Linked DNA regions of Danio rerio: region 2 is linked to region 1. A link is a contact called in public HiCAR-type data. All regions are on one chromosome and are shown on one strand. Each heading gives the region's core, a stretch centred on a gene start, on an enhancer-like site or on the middle of the called end of the contact. The rest is flanking DNA. Distances are from core to core; before and after follow the strand shown.

What was found. HiCAR-type assays count read pairs that join an accessible place to other places.
Region 2: a HiCAR-type map of caudal fin shows a contact between it and region 1, with 5 times the contacts expected there. The contact joins the promoter of snrka here to the promoter of ano10a in region 1. A contact is called at or near these places in 1 of 18 Hi-C or Micro-C datasets (an unstated tissue) and 2 of 4 datasets of contacts at active chromatin or transcription factors (caudal fin and embryo).

What each region holds. Positions count from the first base shown.
Region 1 is chr16:8,314,227-8,321,300 of GRCz12tu, reverse strand. It overlaps ano10a (anoctamin 10a), which reads right to left and starts at 3,420. Exons shown (of 14, transcript NM_001030206.1): 1 at 3,309-3,420. abhd5a (abhydrolase domain containing 5, lysophosphatidic acid acyltransferase a) reads left to right here and starts at 4,346. Exons shown (of 8, transcript XM_005157867.6): 1 at 4,346-4,436; 2 at 5,757-5,837. The coding sequence starts at 4,405.
Region 2 is chr16:8,468,475-8,475,548 of GRCz12tu, reverse strand. It overlaps snrka (SNF related kinase a), which reads left to right and starts at 3,382. Exons shown (of 6, transcript NM_001193327.2): 1 at 3,382-3,538.

The DNA.
Region 1 (7,074 bases), core at 2,171-4,670:
TGTGACTTACTGGTATTTCCAAACTATCTTTCATCCCACAAAACATACAACGATCTACAAATTGAGAAGTTTCAGTACAACTTTACATCTATCTGTCCTCAACAAATCTCTCAAAGATCAAGATCCTTCAGAAAGTTGACTCACTGCTTAAGAGCTGGATTCTGCACCAAGAAATCCTTAAGAAGAATGTAAAACAAAATATGAACGCAAATCCACAAAAGAATGGCTCAGAGGAAGGTGACGGAACAGTTTGGAATGACCAAATCAAAGTCCAGACCTCAATCCATCAGTAATATTTTGAGAGACTCTGTACATGCAAGAAACCCTCTAATAATAGGGTTACATGCAAGAAACCCTAATTATTATTTTACTTTATTGTATTATTATTATTTTATTTATTATTATTATTATTATTGTTATTATTATTATTATTATTACTTATATACTACAGATGAATGAAAATACGGTAATGATTTACTCATCTTCCACTTTTTCTTTCTTCTGTTAAACACAAAGGAAAATATTGACCTTATTCTGCATTGCTGAATTGCGCTCGTTTTTGCAATTGTTTTAGAACTTCTGATGCAGTTGTCTTTGTTAAAAAAACAAAGATTAATAAACGGTCAAACCACTTGCTCTACAAACAAGTGTGTTCACGACTATCCATAAAAAGTAGAATAATATAACATGAAAATATCAGTTTGCAACATCAAGCTGCATAACAAGCTGTTTTAATGGGTAAAATAATTCAATAAGGTAAATAAGTATGTCAGGGTAAAATAGGGTACATGCCGAAGCATGCTAATAGGACTTTTAATTTGCCAGTAACCTGGGTTAAGCGCTTCCGGTGAACAGTATGCCAATGCAAAAAACGGCGTGTTCAAGGGCTGTTTTCTTTAAAAATCCGCGATCTCCACTAGCTGAGTGATATCCGATATAAAGTGGGTCTCAGATTGTACAAGAAGCAATGCATTAAATTACATTTTCCCCCGCCATGTCTTTATATTATGAGCATTTATTTTACCCCAGTATATTCAATGGAGCTTCGGCGCTAGCCTGCCGATTCTGACGGACGTGTGCGAGTAAACGGCTTTTTGTCTCTATTTACGCTTGAGCAATTAAATGAATACCAAAGTCTGTTTAACTAAATGTATTTTAATGACATTACAACATCAATGTTGTAAAGAGAACCTTATAAAATGGAAAAAAGTTCACAATAACAGGCCACCGGAAGTTTATCAGCATGGGAAGAAAACTAGCTCGGCATAGCACCCATTAACTTTAATGGTGCTTTTTGCTCCTACTATAGGGGTCCGTTCTTCGTACCTCACTTAAATGATCTAAGATGATTTGGCAAATCCTGGATCTTTTAATCTTGATCACTGATCTCTCGCTAATTTGGTTCTTCAAACAAGTTCGCGAATCAGATTTAAATGTCTGGATAAACTGATCTGAGATCGCTGCGTGTGTTGTGAAGGACAGATCTATCGATCCTCGAAATCATGATCAGCAATGCAACGATTGGCTGACGGCACAGCAGCGTAATGACATCATCTGATTAATATTCAATTATCCATGTGAGCAAAATTACATCAAATTAGCAGTATGGTTTGATAAATATGACACGCAATAACTTTCCACATTTGTTGTGCAGGCTTTACACTTTCATTTGTCAAGAGTATTCATCATGTATTTCAGTGCATATCAATGTATTTAGTTCCACATTTAGAAAAGATTTTCTTTATTATAGTAACCATTTTTTAATCGGTGTAAAGAATAACTGGATGTTTACAAAAGCCTTTTCATATTGGTAAAGGCGTCTGCAACTTTCGTGAAGCATCAAATCACCGTCATATTAACTATCAAAACATGTTTACGACTGCATTAATGTATTATTTATTTTTTTATGTTGTGCATTTCTATTATACACAAATTGTACTAAAGCAATCTAAAAAGTTCATATCGATAAGTTTTCTCTTTGCACCACGAGGTGGCAGTCTTTGTACTTTCATTTCGAGGGTGCAGATTGCATACGTTTTATTAATTTATATAACTTTATTTATTTTATTAATAACTATAACTTTATATATATATATATATATATATATATATATAGTTAAAAATATTTACTATTTTCCCAAGTGTATATAACTACTACTGTAAGAAAATATCAGAATTCGATTAATACTTTATCTATTTTCTTTGCTTGAACTGAGCCGATCTAATCCTGTCTATATGAATGAACCTGCTCCCGATCAGGTTTGACCTAGCAGAACTGTTGCCATGACAACAACTCTCGGATCAGCTTTGAAGAACGAAACGATCCTGGATCATGTCAAATCGTCAATATCCAAATCCAGCTAACTGAGTAATCCACGTACGAAGAACAGACCCTAGATGTGAATGCCTATTTTTCTCAACATTCTTCAGTATATCTTCCTTTGTGTTCAACAGAAAAAAAATCATAAACATAAGCAAATGGAGTAAATGGTGAGGGGGGAAAGTAGTGAGGAAATGTACATTTTTGAGTAAACTATAGCTAGAACATCGGCAACATACAGTAGACAACATTTGAAGTTGATGAATAACTCAAATCTTGAGTTTTTAAAATTGTCCCAAGACAATAATCAATGCTGTTGAACAGTTTTAGGACATGAAATGTTTTGATCCACATTGAATGTTGACCACTGTATATAAAATAACAACTTAAATCAATATAAATTCCAGATAAAGGAGTAAGACATGGCACATTGTGTTTGTTTACATCTATCTACCTGCTGTTGTTACACTGTCTAAAGAGATTAATAATGCATGTACTGTACAGTATCTGATAAAAAGGGCAGTCCTCCATCTTCTAAAATGCCGCATAAGCTGTTAAAGGAAACATTACGTTATATTTGAAGAGGAATTCATCTTGAAACAAAAAGGGGGAGAAGTACCAAAGGTGTGGCAAAGAAAGATGCACAAAATAATAAACCTGAAGCGGTTTCCCAGAGTTTGTGGATATGGGAAATACAGCATGTGATTCTCATCACAGCTAATCCTTTTCTTGAGTGTCCTGACAGTCATCTGAGTTCATCTTCATCATGACAGATCACTGGGCGGAGCTAAACACACATGCCCGACAAGGAAACACTCAAATGCAAGGCTATATGAGACCACAGTTACAAACATGCAGACAGTTAACCTACAATTGTCACTTTCGTTGCCGCTTTTCGATACCTAAACGCTTTTTAAACAGCATATTAATGATACAAAGCGTGTGTCAGGCCTGAACACTGACATGTAAACAAACTGTGTATACTCACAGTGTTGCACGCGCGATCAGCTGCCCGGAATGCGAATAGACGTCAGTCCTGCACATTAGACACCCATTTAAACCGGTTGATTTAAAACCCCTGATTCGGTTAGTGTGATATTTGAAGTGTATGGGTCGGAGAGGTTTAAAGTTGAGGCTGACTTCCTCCACGTCACCGAGATGACACAGCCCTAATTCTAGATCACACCCACCCGCCGCTCAAGCCTGCTATACAAACACGAATGAGCAAGTGATTTATCAACACTGATTTAATCGTGCACTTAGTAAAAGTGCCTGAAATAATAGATAATTTGGCTTGTTCGCATGCACGCTATTATACTTTTATATCAGAGAGTTAACGTTAAATAAAATAGCAAATTGTGTATGGCTTTAAATGGGTCGTGTGCTGTAAAAAACGACTTCTGAACTGTACATTTAATGCTGATAATAATCACTACAGAACTGGGAAGTGTAGATCAGAGTTCACTGTTGACGCTCTGTCACGTGATCTACACTAGTGAATCACTTTTTTTTAATGAGCCGGTTCTTTAGAACTAATTGATTCACAAGGCATAATGCATGTCGTTCCGAATTAACAAATTAGTTTGGCACAATCTGAATTCGAAACAGTAATTAAACCAAGTTAATAATTGTTTTGTTGATACACTACAGAAATTACAACGAAATTAGGAAGATTTATGTGACTGGTTATGTTCTTTAAATATAGCGTTTGTTTTCTTTTAGCAATCACAAAGTAAAATACATGTATTTTGTAATGTGTTTCGGAAATAGTAGAACTGTTTAGCGAATCAAATAATGTTTTTTTGTTTTTTGTTTTATTTAGTAATAGCATTTTTATGTCCTCGTGCAAAAATATAATCCCTAATATCTGACTGTTTTTCTTTTTGTCAATTTGTAATTCTCTTGTTCTCAAAATCTCTTGCTATGTTTGGTTCTCTGCACTGCCTTTGTGACTTAATTCGGTTCGTTCAGATCACTTTTCAACTCGTTCGATTGATTCAGTTAAAAGATTCGACTCACAAGAACAGTATGTTCCTGATTCGGACTGTGGCACAGGTCTGACAGAACAACACTGTGTTAAAAACATGGCTGAGGAGACTGTGTTAGCGGACACCGGGTGAGTGTGACGCTCTTAACACATAAGTATTTATATAAAAAGTCCTTAATGCTGTTTATTATATATCAAATGTACGTTATTATTGTTGCTCTTTATTTTCACCTGAGTTTGCAAACTAAGTGAACTGCAGTCAACCTTGCTGCTCTCTCTCTCTCTCTCTCTCTCTCTCTCTCTCTCTCTCTCTCTCTCTCTCTCTCTCTCTCTCTCTCTCTCTCTCTGTGTGTGTGTGTGTGTCAGGACACAAATGTTTATAATGACATGGATATTACACAGATATTACAAGGAGATGGTGAAATATGAGGACATTGCTGATGTTCCTATTTCTCAAAAGCATATGAATCATACAGAACTTTTCATACAGAGTTTCCTTTTAGAAAATAAAATTAAACAGGTTCCTGTGAGGGTTGGATTTATGGATAATAATAATAGAATATAATGGATAATAAAGATAATGGAAACCTATGGAATGTCCCCAAAATTAAGAATTAATGAAAAATAAACCTGCACTAAAAAACAAACCTGAAAAATGCTGGGATTTGTGTTGACACAACATGAAGGAATTGAGTTACAGATTTAGGTGGATTGAACATAAAAACAATTCAGTTTTTACAAAAAAAAGAAAATAAAAATAAAAACTCAAGAATTTTTTTTCAGCTTATGTTAAATAAGTAGCTTGAACAAACAGCAAACATCATTGTGTGTTTCAGGACACAAAAGTTTATTACACAGATATTACGAGGACATTGCTGATGTTCCCACCTCTCAAAAGTGTATAAATCATACAGAACTTTTCATAATCATAGGCGTTTCAGTGTGGAGTTTGCATGTTCTTCCTGCATTGGCGTGGGTTTCCTCCGGTTGCTCCAGTTTCCCCCACAGTCCAAAGACATGCGATATAGGTGAATTTGCCGTATTGTATCTGTGTAAATTTGAGAGTGTATGGGTATTTCCTAGTACTGGGTTGCAGCTGGAAGGGCATGCGCTGTGTAAAACAAATACTGGATAAGTTTGCGGTTCATTCCGCTTTGGCAACCCCTGATGAATAAAGGGACTAAGCCAGAGGAAAATTTATGAACGAATGAGTTTGAACAAACATCAAACATAATTTTTTCGAGTGCGTGTGTGTTTGTGTGTGAGTGTATGTCTGCATGTTACTTCTTTCTTTTCATTCTCACATGTTAATTTCTCTTTTAACACCAAACTCTCTAATAATTAATTGCCTGTATTGATTGTGTGTGTGTGTGTGTGTGTGTTGTGATATAATTATTACAGTATGTCTTTGATTGACAGACGTTTGATTTCACATTCTCTTGGCTTTAGACTGGCACAGCGTGCACTGATATTACTTGGTATTCATAGTCTCTTCTACAGCGTTTTCTATTTCTTGGACAAGAAAGTAAGGTAAAATATGTCCAAATATAATTTACAGACTAACTCTACTAAGTGTCCATACCATGTAACGCATCAGTATATGGTCGCTTTACAGTGTTCATGTTATTACATAAACACAGTCCTTTCACAACCTATAGGCTACTGAATGGGAACCGGTTTTCTAAATCAAATCTTCAAATCTTTTTTTTCACATAGTTTGATTGGATGTACTAAATGTTTTCTTCTCTTTGTGGTTTTTCTTCTTTTCCTAATAGTGTTTTAGTGTCATTTCTCAAGGAGCATTTAAAAAATCTGAATTTTTTTCATTACAAACAGTTATTAAATCAGTTATTATAACATTATATTTGATGACATGTTGATGACATGGTTTATGACCGTTATGTAGTGCATAACATTGCATGTGTTATAGAAAGTGGACTTCTTATTTGTTTTGGTTTCATTTAAGTTTTGGGACATTAAGAATCATCACTTTTTAATCAGTATATGAGTTTGTTGAATAAATGTGCATTATTTATTTATTTATTTATTTATTTATTGATACCATCAGATATTTGTAATAGTTTAGTAATGTATTGAACTATCATATAATTCACTGCAGTTTTTTTGTTTAATTTCTAGTCCAAATTAGGGCTCTGATTGATCAACCAGAGATCGATATCGGATTGATAATCACATCTAATGACTTGATTGGTACTCGCTGATCTGTGGTGCATTTCTGAAAACCATCGTTAGCCAACTAAGGTCGCAAGTTCGTTACAAACATAATTTGTTGATTTGGCATTACCCAAATCCATCGTTCCAACGAACATTCACAAACCGAGTTGCAAACTTGTACACTTGCAACTACACCACTGGAGCTGTAGTTAAAAACATAGTTCCTGGCTGTGCTCTATTTCCACTTATCCCCCTATGCCCTATTAATTTAGAGCATTCCAACATTTAAACGTGAAATTATAAAAAAAAAAAAAAAAACATTTTTAGCGATCCTTGCAATTGCGTTCCCTTCGCAGTGCACTTTGAAGACACTAATGTCATTTTGAACACAGCTGTGGCCCGTGTCATGATGAAAGCTATAGGCAACCTATTATTTAAAAGCGGAATTTATGTTACACCTCCAAAGCTTGTGAAAACAAAAAACAAAGTACATGTTAATGCTTTAAATTTTTTAGTAGGTTATTTATTAAGAAATGTAGCCTACTGTATATGACATGAGCCTGTTGGTTTGAACATTTCTGCAGTGGTTTGC
Region 2 (7,074 bases), core at 2,133-4,632, 150 kb before region 1:
TTAAATGTTTCTTAGAAATCTTTAAATGCAAATGAAAAAAATGATGGTTTTATTTATCTTCTTAAAGGGACAGTTCATCAATAAATAAATAAATCTGTCAATCTTTACTCCCTCTTGTGTTGTTCCAAAAATATTAACTGTATGAATAGAATTCCTCTGTTTAATTTAAATGAGGAATGAGGAAGAATGTAGCTATCCAAACCATAGATATAAGCTGCATAAAATCGCATACTTACAGGCCCGGATTGGCTAATCGGGAGGACAGGGAGAATTCCCGGTGGGCCGGTCCGTTTTTTTGGCCGCGAGGGCCGGTGTCCCTAGCTCCAGAATCTGTTGCTCTCAGCAGTCACACTTTTTAAATTAATTTATTTATTTACTTGACCACAGTCTTCTTATTCATTATTTTACTGCAGCTCTGCTCTTTTTATATATAACCAGCCTGCAGGTTCATAATGTTATAAGTCACCTTTCACCATACAACCGTTGTGGCCCAGTGGTTAGCATGTTATATTACAACGCCGCCGACCCGGGTTTAATCTTCGTCTGACTATGTTATTATTTTCATTTTTATTGTTGAGACATATAATACTGTTTGGGTTGTTGAATATTTGAAGTTCTAAAGCAGCTTTTTTCTCAAAAAAAGACGTGATAGTGTAATTAGAAACTGAATTGGAAATGACCTTATTTTAATGTAGTCAGTCGTGAACTGAGGTGGGCCGGTCTGAGGCTTGAAACTCCAGGGCTGGGTTGTGCTAATTGATCAGACCAGTAAAAAACATCTAGAGTACCTACTACAGACTCAGGAACAAAAGGTATTTGTAGTTTTTCAAACTGAGCCAGGATTTCAGGAACAAGAATCTTGACAACATTCATGTTCATTCTTTTTATTTCCGGTCAAGTAAGTTGAAATATAAAGTTAAAGGAGGTCCAACACAATACTAATCAATTACTGTGGTCTAAAAGCAGTCGTTTCAGTTTCATTGTCCAAGCCTTGTACTTCCGCGTTGAATGAGTAACGTAACCCACAATGCATGACTTGCACGTAGCTGTGCATTTATACTTCTGCATTCTGTTTGTCTTGCTCTGTCAATAATCCCTTCGAAGCTGACAGTGGGGTTTCTGTTTCAGTGTTTTCTGTCGTGTTTCTTTGCGGGTGTTTTGTTTACACCAGAAATTCCTGTAATGCTAATTACTGTACAAGTGGATGAAACTTGCTCATTCAGAGGCGTGAACCTGTGGATGTGCAGCTGGTGTCAGCCACAGTAAAGGGCATGCGACTGTGTGAAGGCTGCACTGGACCATTAATGTGCACTAGACACATCCGTATTTAAACAGCATTAACCCTTTTAGACAGAAGCAAAGTACAATAGCTGTTTATTTGTCTTTGAAGAAAAGTTTGAATATAATTTTCAAACAAGCCACTTTGGGAATCTATGAATCTATACCATGGTGAAGTTGTATTCCGCCATGTTTAGGCTACAGGCATGCTCAGAGCGCACAATGTAAAACATTACAAATCACCACAGTAAAAGCAGACTGTTTTATATAGTAATACATTCTTGAAAAACATCTAACAAACACCGTTGGTTCTTTATAAATGCTCTTTTGGTGTCTGAGAAGCTGAATATTTTTGCATTTCATAATATTATGTGTCCAAGCACAGATGCAATGCAGAGGTTCCTTACATTTATATAGCGCTTTTCTTGGGTCTCAAAGCGCTTTACACATAGGGGGGAATCTCCTCATCCACCACCAGTGTGCAGCATCCACATGGATGACGCGACAGCAGCCATTTTGCGCCAGACCGCACACCACACACTAGCAGATTGGTGGAGGAGACAGAGTTGGTTAAGAGGCCATGATGGACAGAGGCCAGTGGGCAGATTTGGCCAGGATGCCAGGGTTAAACCCCTGCTCTTTTTCAAAAGACATCCTGGGATTTTTAATGACCACAGAGAGTCAGGACCTCGGTTTAACCTCTCATCCAAAAGACAGCGCTCATTGAGTATCCGCTTGTTAAGTGGTGACATGTTTGTGACGTATGTAATACTGTTGCCGGGTCCAAGCCGCCATTCATTTGAGTGGAGAAATCATTCGTTTATGATCACGTTGTATTCCTATCACAAATTAAAGTTAATTTTACATAAAGTCATAGTGTACACAACAATCTCTGGGCTTGCTGCATAACAAATACCAAAATTTTACAATTTATAAAAAATGTATCACTTTCTGGCCATCGGATATTAGGCATGGACATATATATACTGCGATCGTGATTTTCGAAAGCATTAAATCGCTTTGTAAACGTTTATTATTACAATTTCATGAGTCTCCCCATTTAGTTGAATAGAGCGCTTGGGCCCGGAAGCCGCTTCGCGTGACGTCACACTTAACAAGCGGATAGAGTATTGACCTTATTCTAAAATGTGGAAGTGCGCCTGTTTTCGCGATTGTCTTAGAACTTCCGTTTCAGTCGCCTATGGGGGAAATGACAAGGAATAATAAACGGCAAAAAACGGTCAAACTACTTGCTCTACAAACAAATGTTTGCATGACTATACAGACCAAGTAGAATAATATAACAAGGAAATATCAGTTTGCAAGATCAAACAGCGAAACGAGCAGTTTTTAATGTCTAAAAATGAATGGAAGTGAATGAGACCGGAAGTCTCGTTCTAAAAAGATTCAAATGGCAGCGCCCGCTCGTCTGCGGAGAATAAGGTCAATAGAGTCCCCATCACTATACTGGGGCATTAGGACCCACACAGACTGCAGACCCTGCCAGCCTCACTAACACCACTTCCAGCAGCAACCTAGCTTTCCCATGTGGTCTCCCCTGCAGGTACTGACCAGGCGCAGCCCTGCTTAGCTCAGTGGGTGACCATGTAAGAGTTGCAGAGAGCTAGCTGCCGGTAACATATTAAATTAATGAACAGGCTTATTTGTAATGTCTGTAATCCTTTTCATATACGACTTTCTGCTTTATTTGAAATGTCAGCGCTTACAGTTTACTGCAATTCAGAGTATAGATACCATAAAATTAAATGGGATCCAGGTTCCCTCATCCAAAATTCCCAGAATGCATTGCAATGTAACAATTCTCATTCTCTTCATTTGCAGCATTGTTTAAATATACTAAATACTATGTTTGCAAATGAAACACCGACTCCTAACGTTGTTTTAACATGAAGGAGAAATTTGCACCCTGGAAAATTGCGAAAACACGGGCTTGGCCACGTCGCGCCACCTGTTGGTGGTATTTTGTCAGTGCAGCTCAGCGCAATGTGTCTCATCCAACGCTTCTGTGCAGTTCACGGGTTTTCAGGGCGGAGAGCGAGAAGCGCTGAGAGTCGCACTTCCACCAGCAGTCTCTCCACACATACACACACACTGATCAGTACTAAACCTCACACACACACGCACACACACACGGGGCTGGACTCACAATCAGCCGGGTCTTACCATTGCCGTCTTCGGCTCCACAGCCGCCTGAACATTTGGGAATTTCAAGTGGTTTTAATGTTCGCCAGAGCGAGCGGTAAGTCAAAGCTTTGTGTGATAGTGCGTTAGAATGCTAACACGGTTAGCCGGTTAGCATCTGTTTAGGACAATATTACCGTGGGCTACACAGCATCCATTAATGCGGTTGTGTTCTTGACAGCTGTATGCATGATCTGTGGGAGCAAACGATGCTGGATCGGCCTGGTTTCAGCGTATGTGTGGTCATCACCGACTGTGTCAGGAGCGTGTAGCCAGTTAGCTATTATTTATATCCCCTTCCTCTATGGATGCATGGAGCTCGTAAGGAGCTTATGGGCCAGATCAGGCCTGGCATGCATGGGCATATGAGGTTTGCTTTCACATTATGTGCACATCACCAAACATGGATGCTTTCCCTCTCTTTGTACGTGTAGATTTGTTAGCATCGACGCTAGGAAATTGTTTCGTGATGGTGGACGTTAACTAGTCTGTTTTGTTCCAGGATGTACATTCCTAATTGCATCCCATCAAGAAGACTGATGTTGTTGAGTGTGTATCTTGGTAACTGTGGTTTGAAGCTCTCAGCATTAAAGGTTATATCCATTTGTTGTGATCACATTACTGCTTGTCTGTGTTTGCAGGTTTCGTTTTAGTCTAATGGTGTTATGGACACTAAAACGCTGATATTTGCTGGATTTGGTGCCTTAAAGTCTTCACTTAGAGCAGTGGTACTCAAACTTTTTTCATCAAGTACCACCTCAGAAAAAAATTCTCTCTCCAAGTACCACCTAAATGAGCAGTATTGAAATTCAGTAGTGTAGTAGGCTCAGTAAAGCAGCTACAACTCTGCACAGTTAAAAAAAACGTGGCAGATTACCTCAGAAATATAGGCTATATGTCATATATGGCATATTGAATACATCATTTTTGATAAATTTTGAAATGTATTTAGCATGTACATGACATATTTCATTCCTCCATGTACCACTAGAAGGAAGCCCGCGTACCACTAGTGGTACACGTACCACAGTTTGAGAACCACTGACTTAGAGCATTAATTGTTCATTAGTCCTTTCGGACTTAATTGCAGAGGCAAGTAGAGTTCAGGAGATCAGGTTCAGTTGTAGTGCTGTAGACTTGATCAATATATCTCATGTCACAGTGGAATGTGTAAGGTGTGGAGCACGTTCCTTCAGCCTGCTGTACTGTAATCTTGTTGTTACGCAACCTAGAAGGTAAACCTGGGCCCATGACTGCTGGCCATTTGATTGTACTGTTTATATGAGTAATAACCATAACTTTTGGACTAACTTAGTGGTTTAAAACAGCGACACATGCCTTAAAGGGACAGCTCACTCAAAACTGAAAACTGTCATCATTTACTCATTCACTTGTCACAAACCTGTTTGAGTTTCTTTCTTCTGACGAACACAAAGAAGGTTAAAAAAGAAAGAAATGTAAGAGCTGTAACCACTGACTTCCATAGTATTTCTTGGTCATAACATTTTCTTAACTGACTTTGTGAGGAAGAAACACCCTCCGGTGGTTTCTAAACCTGTTTGGGAGTAAATTTACATTTTATGGGTGAACTATCCCTGTAACCCTGTACTGAATTTGAAACATGCAAGGCCTCTAAATTGCTAGCATGATTTGGAGAAAAAATGAAATGTTGTACACCATTTAAAGATAAAAAAGCAGACATATGAATAAATGTGTTGGTAATAATTTAATGTGAATATTTACGAAACCTTCCAAGTCAAGGATCGAATATGCTACAAAAGGCATTTTGGGGGAACGAATTCTGTATCATTCAGTCATTGTTGGTCTACATTACATTGATTTTCAGGACACAAAATCAAAGACACTGCTAAGCTGATCTCACCAGCCACTTTGTTAGTACCTGGTTGGACCCCCTTTTGCTTTCAGAACTGCCTTAATCCTCCGTGGCATAGATTCCACAAAGTGCTGGAAATGTTTTTCTGAGATTTTGCTCCATATTGACATGATAGCATCACACAGTTGCCGCAGATTTTCGGCTGCACATCCATGATGTGAATCTCTCATTCCAGCACATCCCAAAGGTGCTCTATTGTATTGATATCTGACTGTGGAGGCCGTTTGAGTAAAGTGAACTCATTGTCATGTTCAAGACACCAGTCTGAGATTATTTGCGCTTTATGACTTGGTGTGTTATCCTGCTGGAAGTAACCATCAGAAGATGGGTACACTGTCGTGTGAAAGGGATGGACATGGTCAGCAACAATACTTGAGTAGGTTGTGGTGGCGTTGGCACAATGGTCAATTGGTACTAATGGGCCCAAAGTGTGCCAAGAAACTCCCCCACACCATTACACCACCACCATCAAGCTGGATGTATACCTAGTGCCTCATCGCGCACCTCCGCTGGCTGCATGCACATTTCACAAAACGGACGAGGCTTTTATACTTGACGTGTTTGCCGTTGTGATATTCTTTAAAACAAAAAACCCACTGTAAAGTAGAGCGGATAAACAGAAAAGTAGGAAGTTTCCGAAACTCTGTAATATCATTAATATCGTTCAAGTTGTGTATTATTTTTATAGATTAATTTAATGATTATAAAGATTTTTATAACTATTCATGATTTTTTTTAAATCAAACTTTGATGCATTACTTGCTTTTGTTCATATCTCGGACAGTTCTACCTATTAAAGTTTTTTCAAATGTTATTAATAACAGAACATGGGCTACTCTACAAATATATTTTTTATTATGGTAAAGAATAAAAGCAAAAAAAAAAAAACGACACTTTCTAAAAAATACTGCCTTTTTTATTTAACCCACTCAACAATTCACACATTACTGTTTGGCTAGTTTGTCCTCTACTGATATGCTAAAAACGCAATAATGGTCCAACATTATTACCAATAAAGCCTAGAAAAACAGGCATCAGTATATTGTAAACCGATAGGTTCAAATATTTCCAGATATCAAAGAGATATTGTGGCACTACATTTCAGTTTTGTATCTATTACATGTTTTAAGTTTAAAATTGTAATATATACATCTGTGTTAACCTTATGAATGGTGGAAAAACATGTTCTTTAATTGTTTATTAAAACCACCCTGGTCTCCATTTTTGCCATTGCCTCTTTTTTTTGGTTGTAACAAACTTATTCCTCAAGTTTTTCCAATCTTTTTTTTTACAACAACTTTCCTCCTTTTCCACTGCTGTTGCAATTTCTAGCCAAGAATTATTGGTCGTGCGTTTTAGACTAAAGTCTCAAAAAAAAAATCATGCTCTCCGCCAGCTGAAATCATGTCGTGAGCACCCAAAGTGAATCTCCGCAAACACATCGATGACGTCACATTCATTGTACGTACTCAAGCGAACTAGCAAACGCGCCGAGTATAAACCAGGCTTCAGCCTGAACCATTGATACAAGGCAGGATGGATCCATGCTTTAATGTTGTTGATGCCAAATTCTGACCCTACCATCCAAATGTCGCAGCACAAATCGAGACTAATCAGACCAGGCAATGTTTTTCCAATCTTCTATTGTCCAATTTTGGTGAGCCTGTGCGAATTGTAGCCTCAGTTTCCTGTTCTTAATG